Regions from separate parts of the Hordeum vulgare genome. Here region 2 is linked to region 1. The links are chromatin contacts, called in public Hi-C maps. All regions are on one chromosome and are shown on one strand. Each heading gives the region's core, a stretch centred on a gene start, on an enhancer-like site or on the middle of the called end of the contact. The rest is flanking DNA. Distances are from core to core; before and after follow the strand shown.

Region 1 (5,127 bases), core at 2,562-5,061:
AATTATAAGATACCACTGTCTCCTTTCCATGGAATCTTGCTTTGTGGCGTCTCATGTTTCGCCAAGGAGGCGACGACCCCTTGCCAGAATTATTTGAAGATGTAGCTTCTATTTCATCAGAACTTTTGGGGTCGTGAGAATTTGTAAGACTGTCATGTTTTTCAGCCTCAACACTCTGGTTGGCAACAGGACTGCATCTATTCTGAGATGAATGTTGCGCATCATAAAATGAATTGCCATTACCATCTTCATGGGCTTCTGCACTTTCCACAGACTGCTCAACTAGTTTTCTTTTATTTTGGAGTACACAATCTCTATTGGGTGCAATATCAGAATTCAGACCAAAAGATGCCTTTTCAGTGATTACGTCCCCAGGACAAGTGTCACTCGTAGCATTTGTTCTCTGCTTCTTCCTCTGCTGACCAGGTTCTAGATCATTATGAGAAAGATTATATGTATCGGGCTGATGGTTACCTTGCCTTTTGGAAGTATCACACTCATTCAGCTGACCCTCCTCAGGACGCACATCACTTGTATCATTTGTTCTCTGATTTTTCCTCTGCTCACCAGGTTCTTCATCCTTACAAGAAAGGTCATCAGCTTCAGACTGATGGTTATCTTGCCTTTTGGACGTAATAAACCCATTCGAGTGATCCTTGCTGTTGGTAGCTGTTCGCCGTTTTCCAGTAGATTGTTCATGGTGTTCCTTAGGAAATTGCTTTGTGCCAAGGAAAGCAGATAGGTTCTTCCTAGCTTCCAAATATGTTATTTTCGCCTTTTGATATGCTTCAGTAGCTTTAGTATAGAAACATACAGGGCAATAAAACTGGCCAGAAACATCAAGCGTCACTGATGAACCAAAACAGCGATCATGAGCAATTAATGAGCAGCTGCTACATTTCAGCAACTGGCCATCTTTACCACATTTTATGCACAAATCTTGTTCCGTAAAGCCCTCAGTGGAACCATTGGCCTCTTTATCCTGACTACAGGACGGCATATTGCCCATCAATGATAGAAGACAAGCGGCTGCAAAGCCACCGGGACTGTCATTGGAGCGATGCACATTTGATGTTTCCACTGCATTGCAGCAAGAAGAATCTAGAGAGGTTTTCCTATAACTGGATGTATCATTTTCCAAGATGTTGCCATCATCATGTAGTGCTGGATTGGCTTTGTCAGCACAACTGACTTCCAGAAGAGCCTTATCATTCTTCTCCTTAAACAATTTAGAAAGTCCTGTAGCATTCTCTTGTGGAAGGTTGGTTTCATATTTATCTCCTTGAACAGCCCTGTTGCAGCTTACAGAAGGTACAACACCAGCAGTTTGCAGATTCTGTTCATTATGACCAGAACCCTTTTCCACTGGCTGAATCCTCGCACTACCCTCATCCAAAACATGACTTGCTTTCTCACTGCTGTCATGTTGCGGTGAACTCCTTCGAGTTTTTCTGCCATGCAGTTCTGCAATTACACCTGTACCATCTGCAGCAACAAACTCAGGCAAAGTTCTTGTTTCAGATGTATTTGCCAGCAAAGCATCAGTGCTTCTGTCAGAATCTGGAGCCACTGTATCATCGCTGAGATTCTTTGATAAATGAATGTTGGTGCCATTACCATGTGATCTCTCTCCATCATTATCGCAGGATGAATTTTTGTACTTGTCTCCACAGGATTCTCGTTGAAGAATGGTAGTTGGACTCTTTTCTTGGGACGCGGTAGTCTCCGCCACATTCTGCTTTGGCATAAGTTCAGTATTACATGGAAGAAAAGCAGCACTGCAGCTAGCTGAAGCAGGCTCAGCTGTAATGGACATATTTCTATTATCTTTACTTGGACTCGTTTGTGCGGATCTGACACTGACACCAACAGCGCCAGTGGTATCTTCCTGAGGGCGGTCGTAACACCTATTTGTAGGGCACCCGTGCCTCTCTGTATTTACATGATCAGGGCTGATGCCGCACAACAACTGGTCATTGCCAATGTTCTTGCCGCCCTTCTCAACTGGGGGCGGTGCGACCATACACGCGATGTCTGGGTTCACTTCTCTAAGCTGAACATAAAACAAGAAGCTTAATCATTCGTGAAGCGAGTCCTTTTATGTTCAGTTTTGAGAACAACTTTTTTGGCATACCAACTCAAAAGAAGTTTCTGGTAAAGCCGGTGTCTTGATGCATATAAACTTTTGGATATCCTTGCTAAAAGGTGGAAGCATATCTTTCTCCAAGCTTCCTGAACTACCAACCTGCAGATATTACATTCATGTAAAGCAAAAAATTCAAAAACATCTGGGCACTAACTAAATTGCAGCATGCATTAGCTACCACATAATTAAAGACACCAGAACATATGATGATTGTTAAGTTATAAGGAAATTTAATTATAAAAGAGCACCAGAAAAGTGAAATCATTAAAAACATGCATAATTATGTTATGCAGTATCTAACATGGCATCCTTGCTCCTCACACAAATTGAAGAATTTTAATATTTAACTGTAAAGTGATGCTGTTATGATCTTTAGGGATATCGTAAATGTATAACTTGCTGGAATACCGTTTGCTAAGGTAATGCATGTTGGGCGTTTGCACTTGGGAGGACTTGAGACGCAACTGCCAAGGGATATATCATGTTTCATATCACAAGAAACATGAGCTCAAATAATAACATCGTCTAGCCTAGCAGCATTGGTGAACTACAACACTGGATCAGTGAACAAGTCATTAGGTACAAGTAGATAAGTTCTCCACAGAGAATGTAACTTATTAAAAGGTGGATGCTTGCTTTCAGCCTCACAAAAGCCCACTACTGTTTGACAAACTACCAAAAATGAGATGCCTGTCAGAATTTAGAATGCTGCCATATTTTGAGTCATTGATAAAACACATGCTATTTTACATACTGCAAACAATATGCAACGTGTTCACTTGTTATGTTCACGGCTATTGTCACTAAACACGATCAGTTTATGAATCAGCGAAAACATCACTCTACCACCATCGGAAGAAATGCAAAATTAAATAACAAGCATCATCGATGGAATCAATTGATGTATTGTCTACAACTTTTAACTGCAAGGACTACACTTTGCCCATCGGATGGGTCAAGCTTGAACGAGTATGCTTTGCATTATTTAAGGAAGGAATTAAGATTATGAGTTCTGGTCTGACTTTGCATCATGGTCTGGACAAGATTTAATCTAACTAGCACATTACTCAGGAGCAAATGCAGAGACGGTATGTTCCATCTTGCTATACTTTTCTGCCTGAACGAATCTTCAATCGCCCCATTGCACAAATATTGTTTCAGTGACAAAAGGATAAATCAGGGATCCGAAGTTCTGAACAACCAGAATGCACTTAGTAAAACAAAGCACAGCATACCTGTCCAAGCAACTCAATCAGCAATTCCTCACAGGAGCGGGAGGCATCAACCCTAAGCGTCCCGGACTCGACCTCCGCCACCGCCGGCGTCGCGGCGACCTCGCCCTCGCCCGGGGCGGCGAGGGAGACGACCTCCCGCAGGCATCGAAGCGCAACCCTATCCCGCGTAGCCTCCGGCGCGCCCGCGAGGGACTCCGGCAAGACGCCCACCAGCGCTGCGGAGCACCGATAACCCTAGGTGAGATCAACGAAAGGGCCGACGCGAACGGCATACGCAGAGGGCCCTCTCACGGTACTGACACTACCTTTGACGAAGGAGAAGTCGAGGGCCTCGTCGCCGGCGAGGGCGTCGGCCGCCCAGCGGGCGGCGAAGCGGCAGGGGGGGGCGGAGGCGGAGGGGCCCGGCATTGACAGACCCGGAGGAGTTTGAGCCTTTGAGGAGCGAAACTGGAAAAACAGAAAACTAAAATGCGCCACTTCCGGATCAGAAGCAGCGCGGCGTCGCACTCGCACCCGGCCGCGGCATGGATTGGGCTGTCATTTCGTTACCTCTCGGACTAGCAGCGTGAGATTTCCCCAGGCCCGGCCTACAGCCTTTTAGGCTGGGCCCAAACAATTCCGCACAGCGCAGGCAGACACTTTTGATTTGTTTATTAATATTTCTATAAAAAAGTTAACTATTTTTTTTCAAGAATACGCCAATGCTTATCATATTTTATCGAAGCCAGAAAAAGCATTTACAAGACCGGAACATGGATGCGAACGTCCTGTTTGGTTTACTCCACACTACACCTAACAAATAAACGAAAGCTACTATCTCACAAATGGGTATAAGGCTCCGATACCCAATCCCGCCATCCGTCATTCTTTGCTTCCCGCGAGCACCTGCAAAGTGAGTTGATGAGGGGTCCTATGTTCTTGCGTTCTGTTAAATACTCTCGCGTTTCTTTGCTTCCAAATTGCCCACGCCGTCCCAATGACAAAGGAGTCAAAGCCTGAGGGCACTCTGCGTGAGAAACCATTCCTCTTGTCGAGCCACGAGTCAATGAACTTGTTGCTCGAGGTGATTGAACAAGAGGTGCAGAAATTAAGGCTTTCTTAAGTATTTCAAAGGCTTCTACACAACCATCATAAAAAACAAATGAAATATCTTTTTGAAGAAGATTATTTAATGGTCAAGAAATCTTTAATGAAACGCCTATAGAAACGAGCATGACCAATAAAACTCCTTATACCTTTAGCGTCTTGGGGACATGCATTTTCTCGATTGCATCAACCTTAGATTTGCCAACCTCAATACCTCGTTCAGAAATCTTATGCCCAAGTATTATACCTTCATTCATCATAAAGTGACGCTTCTCCCAATTCAAGACAACATTAGTTTCTTCACATTTCTGCAAAAATCGATCAAGGTTACTCAAGCAATCATAAAAAAAGTCTCGTAAACAGAAAAATCTTCCATGAACACCTCAACAATCTTTTCACAAAAGTCAAAGAATATAACAGTCATACATCTTTGAAAGATGGCACGTGCATTGCATAAACCAAAAGCCATACGTCTATAAGCATAAGTTTCAAAAGGGCATGTGAAAGTAGTTTTCTCTCGGTCTTCTTTTGACACGGGTATTTGAAAGAAACGAGAATATCCATTAAGAAAAAATTTGTAGGCTTAGATAATATTTCTAACATTTGATCAACAAAAAGCAAGGGGTAATGATCTTTTCTAGTAGCTTTGTTTAATTTCTA
Region 2 (5,477 bases), core at 2,947-5,446, 360 kb before region 1:
GCGTTTTATAATGTCCGAAGCATGATTTGAAAGAAGATCTGGTTCTGCATCTTGAAAGTCTTGTGGATCAATCATAAACTGCAACAATCAACATGATGACTACCAAGCCAAGAAAAACAATGCTGATTATTTCCCATTTTCGCTTTACAAAGTAATACTCCCTCCAACCGGAATTACTTGTCGCAGAAATGGATGTATCTAGACATACTTTAGTTCTAGACACATCCATTTGTATCCATTTTTGGGACAAGTAATTCGGGAAGGAGGGAGTACATCGAATGAACTGTCCTTTACTTGTAACTGAAAACATTGGGCTGAAGAGGGATGCTGTACCTGCTTCCCATAGACGGAAAACAGCTCAATTGTCATCATTTCCAGCTTATAGATGGTTGAATCAATGCTACTTCCCACATCATTGATGTCCAATCTCGATTTATCACCATCTGAATATTCACTTACTATTAGTCACACGGATGTTCAAGGCAAGTGACTGAATGAAAGATTTAAACTGATCAAATTACCAATTAGGCCATTGGTTCCAGAAGCTGGCCGGGGTTCTCTGTTGTATTCCTCTGTTTGATTGACTATTTATTAGAAAAATAATTGGATGGAATCACATGACTAATAGAAGTAACTATGAGCAAGCTGAGAAGCACCTCTCCACTCAGATGAATAACCATCGGCATTGCATTCAGAATGAAATAAACTCCTCAAATAAGATTCTTCTTCTATAAAAGCAGGTCTCAGGTATCCTACAATAGAGACCCCGTTTGATGGATTATCAATCTTCTCCCCGTGATTATCATGAACAGCCTGCATAAGAAACGAATGCTTAGCACGGTTAAGGAATGGTGGAGATAAGGTAGTCCTCCATGTGACAATTCAGGCTATGAAATATGCTAGCGAAAGCATTCACTATTAATGAATTTCTACACGAAAATTAAGAATGATAGTAAAAACTAGGTGGTGCTTTGTAGTTTCGATTTCGTTCTGCACTCTAAAATGATATGTGATATGTTTCAGCAATCCACTCTAGTTTTTGGCGCAGCTTTTATACAACATAGTAATTGATGGAATGCATATAACAAAGGACAGACCCGGTGCTAGAAGCTCACACACAAAGTGGGGTCTGAGGAAGGATTATACGAGGCAAGCCTTACCCCTCCATAGTGATAGAATGTACTCCTAGTTTTTACTATCCCTTTGACTGGCTGAGTGCATATCTTGATTATTTTTTGTTCCAGTTGACAAACAGCAATTATCTCGAGAGAAATTTTAGCAGATCTTGAATTCTATACCCCCTCCGATCCATTTTAATTGTCGCTGATTTAGTACACAGTCGTACTAAATCAACGACAATTAATATGGATCGGAGGGGGTACCTTTTTTTTAGCTTGATATGAGCCTAGTTGCTTATGACACAGTAAATGTTCATGACTTACCTTTGTCAAACACTTGGCAAAGTATATAGGATGTATTGAACGCATTGTTACTGGCATTCCCCACTCTATGAGAATATTCGTTATTTCTGTGTCAACCTGTGACAGGGTTTGTTGTTAATGAGAAAACTGACGGATAATACCAGCTGAAAGCAGATAAAAACTTTCTTAGCAAACCTTGCTGTCATCATCATGCATGTCCATAGAATCCTCAATGACCACGTGGTCGTTGAAATCACTAGTTACCACACTAGTTTCTCCAATAATTGCACCATCTGTTCCGATCAAAACTGTCTGCAACAAAAATGCCATTTCAACCGTAAGAAAAATTTCTTGCAGTCAAAACGTTGGTGCACACTACACTTGCGAATAGCATTGATGTTAAACAAGCCAACATTATGATGACTGCATCACAAAATAAAGACTCGAACTAAGTCGATGATGCACCATAGGGTCCATATAATGTGAACTCAAAATGGGATTTGGAAGATAGTGAACCCTTTTTGGCCTGTCAGTAGACCACTGATACTCATATAAAAACATCAAGAGACACACCGACAGAAATGGAAACATAAGCCATCTTACCACAGGGTTGTTTGCATCATCATCTTCCAAGATGTTCCCATCATCAGGTACTTGAAAGAAAATGTCTGTATGAAATTTCACCCAGTGTAAGTGTTAGATGCACAAGAAGGAAATGATGAAGATTCTGCTGTAAAATATTCACTCACGCACAAAGGAATTACCTCCATAGTCATCAACAACATACTGAAACTCTGACCATGAAACATGTCCATGAGGTTCATTATGCACCCTGGCAGGAAATATGAGCAATCCCTTGCTATTTGCCTACACAAGATGGAAAGGTTGTCCAGCAAATGGTAAGATATTTAGTACAGCAGGCGGGATTTATGCTAGTTTTTACAGATGTGTACTCAGATTTAAGCTGAGGAAGTTTATAGTCATTGCTATGCAGAATAAAAACGATGGATGCATTTAGCAACAAAATCACTGTTTTGTTATCCTAGGTTACCTCTACTACTGTTCTAGCTGTTTCTACATCTGTCAGTGAAATGTCCTTCTTCTTTGGGCGTTCTTTAATTTCTTCAAGAGGATGGTATCCCCGATCTCTCATGTACTTGGAATCTGGCAATGAATCTGAGTAGTCTGCAGCCACACGGACTTTAGAGAGGGATGAATCCTGATCAGTTGCCAACCAGCAAGGCTGAATTGACCCAAAAGTGTTTCGGCATCTAAAACTAAAATAAATTGTTACGTCAGTCAGGTTCAAAAAAAAAACACCATTCAAGGGATTAAGTTAAAGTAATGAAGGAGGGAGTGACCTTAGACTTGAGAAGTCATGAAATCTCTGGGTGTGAAATGGGGTTCTGATCCAGTTTATAGTGGCTCCGGCCGACATTGGTAAACTCCAATGAAGGAAAACCAATTATGTGTGCAAAAATACGCCGATTGGAAACTAAGAAAAGCACTGTGCAAACATGAAAAGAAAAATAACGAGTAAGAGATGATGCACTACATATGATTTTTCTTTTATGACAAGCGAAAACGTGTCATCGATTTCTTTCAAAAACAGAAGTGCCATTAATCAGCAAATTATACAAGTAATGAAAATGGCTAAAGCAGAGACTGAAACAAATAATGAATGACACGACTAGTCGCAAAGCGAAATCTTAATTCCTTCAGCGAAGGCAAGGTGCACAATCAGCATTCCCCCTTCTCCAGCAGTGATCCTAACTGAGGGTGCAGAAGAAGCCAACCATCTAGAGATCCTCAAATCATACCAGACAAACAGAGCATAGAACGCCGCATAAAAATTGGGAGAAAGATGATCTTGAAAAGAAAATCAACAACTCATGTAAATCCAATATAAAAGGTTCAGCATTCCTCCTCCCTACTGCAATTCTACATGTCCCCGAAAAAAAGAGCCACTCTGAATTGTGTCGAATTGCCATTCACAGTAACCACTAGCACACTCCGCAAATTCTATTTTTGGCCCCTTCAATCCAGAACCCTAGTTCCTGAGCACCTCGCGTTCTGGTGGGGCCTGGAGGATCAAGAACACTGTCAAAAAAAAAAAAAAAAAAACTGAAGCCGCTGCCGCACGCAGCATAAAATCGCACGCTTCAACACACAAGTGATTCGACCAAATCCTCCAGCCTGAACCAGGAGCCGCGGTGGAGACTCACGTCCTCAGGAAACAGTTGGACTGGTGAATAATCAGCCGTCCAACGGCAGAACAACACAAGATTACTTCTATTGTCCCTGACCCTGAGACCAGTTCTTTGACACCACCGCCGTCTCCCGAGAAGAGATCACGCGGACACGCGCTGGTCGCAGCCAATCTTGATTGGAGGAGGAGAATAAGAGAGAGTAGCAGCGCGCACGCACCTTCACTCGCCAGCAAGCCGCGGCGGAAAGGTTTGGTCCCCTGAGACCCACACCACGGAGAGGGCAGGATCAGAGGGAAATACGGGACGGAGGCGGCGAGGCCGGCGACCCACCCGCTCGCTCTCTCCAGCAGCCCCGGCACGGCGGGGCCCAGGCGGATCACGGCGGCGAAGAGTGACGGTGGCTACGGCCTTGGCGAGCCTCCTCTCCCCTCGCTCGCTCCTCTGTTTTTCTCTCCCCCCCTCTCGTCGTGTGCTTTCAGGCGTGGGGCAGCGGCACTACGTGAGGGCGCTTTTGGTAATTTAACTCTTGTGCGGATTTTTTATTTTGAGGATTGCGGCTGTGCTGACCCAAGTTCCAAACCCCGTTTTTTATAATCGCAGCAGCAGATTCCTCTGCCCTCGCTCTCTTTGAAGCTGCAGATTCTTGTGTATGTTTCTCTTGTTTTCTGATGAATGCAACGCATAGCGGAACTGAGATTGTTTTCATTTGGTTTTGGTTGGGGTTGGTGAGGAGTGGATCTCGAGGGGTAATTTCCGCATTTAAAGCGTACTACTACGTTGGCCCCACTGCTAAAAATGAGCGAGTGGTGTTGGCAGGGACGCTTTGCTTCACGCTTTAATTATTCTATAAACATCACGTCTGTTGGCAGTTTTGGCACACAAACTCTACGCACAACTCCCCGCAAAAACCAAACACACAAAACTCCAGCACGTAGAACTACATCACTTGGTCGTAAAAATGTACTATAGTTTTTTAGAAGAACAAAACGGAAATTGGCAGGGTCTCACTCATCATGCGCCATGTTGGGCCGGGCGATAAGCCTGGTGTGCAGCGGATGAAGGATGTATGGATAGCATTCGAGTGAGAAGATACCTGCAGATAGGAGAGCATCTTCGCGCTATGCGTATGTCAGTTGTGGCGGACGTGTGCCATGTGTCGTACCTAGCCTCGTGCCACCAATAGCAGCAGAGCAGGCGAGGGGAATATGTCTTCCAAGTTGTACCATTCCGTTGGCATCAAAGTCTGGGCCTCCGGATGGAAGGAAGGAATCTGCAACGCCGGCCTCACGCTCGTCATCGTCCGCCACGCACCAAAACCGCACGATCGGCTGGATTATCATATCACGCAAAGAACGAGACATTTCCACACACGATACGTTCATTATTTATATACACACATACATCCGCATGCTCTCTATTTTTGCACTACTTATCGGAAAACTTTCCGGTTTTGCTGCTGGTATTTTATTCCGTACGTTTGTACCCTCGCTTTTTTTGTCTTGGGAAAATGACGTGTGGGGCCATGTGTTCTGCTTAAGGTCACCCGTAGTGCGGTGCGGCGACATGCACCGGCACCGAAATGGAAAGGCAACCGCCGGCGCCGAGCACTGCACGTGCACGGCTGCACCGCGTTCTCGCGAGGCGGCCCGGACAGCCCAGCCCAGAGCCAGTAGGCCTGAGTTTGTTTGTTGCTATTTACACGCGCGGACATGCGGCCCAAGCCCACCCAAACTGGCCCGGATCTTCTCTCCGTCCCCACTCAACGCCGCCGCGTCAGGCTCTGGCGCTCTGCTGCCTGCAGACCTGACCTGACCGGAGCGGACCGCCGGCCGTCCGCCAGCTCCGG

Evidence for each region. Hi-C and Micro-C count contacts between places; a contact is called where the count stands out from the background.
Region 2: a Hi-C map of leaf shows a contact between it and region 1, with 4 times the contacts expected there. The contact joins the promoter of LOC123445045 here to the promoter of LOC123445039 in region 1. A contact is called at or near these places in 2 of 6 Hi-C or Micro-C datasets (leaf and seedling).

What each region holds. Positions count from the first base shown.
Region 1 is chr3H:558,458,635-558,463,761 of MorexV3_pseudomolecules_assembly, reverse strand. LOC123445039 reads right to left here and starts at 3,811. Exons shown (of 6, transcript XM_045121955.1): 1 at 3,687-3,811; 2 at 3,382-3,596; 3 at 2,135-2,245; 4 at 1-2,053. The coding sequence starts at 3,789.
Region 2 is chr3H:558,821,697-558,827,173 of MorexV3_pseudomolecules_assembly, reverse strand. It overlaps LOC123445045, which reads right to left and starts at 4,196. Exons shown (of 13, transcript XM_045121959.1): 1 at 3,849-4,196; 2 at 2,783-2,928; 3 at 2,473-2,698; 4 at 2,186-2,288; 5 at 2,025-2,089; 6 at 1,617-1,733; 7 at 1,443-1,538; 8 at 657-813; 9 at 522-572; 10 at 334-443; 11 at 1-78. The coding sequence starts at 2,859. LOC123445044 (a long non-coding RNA gene) reads left to right here and starts at 5,371. Exons shown (of 2, transcript XR_006631050.1): 1 at 5,371-5,477.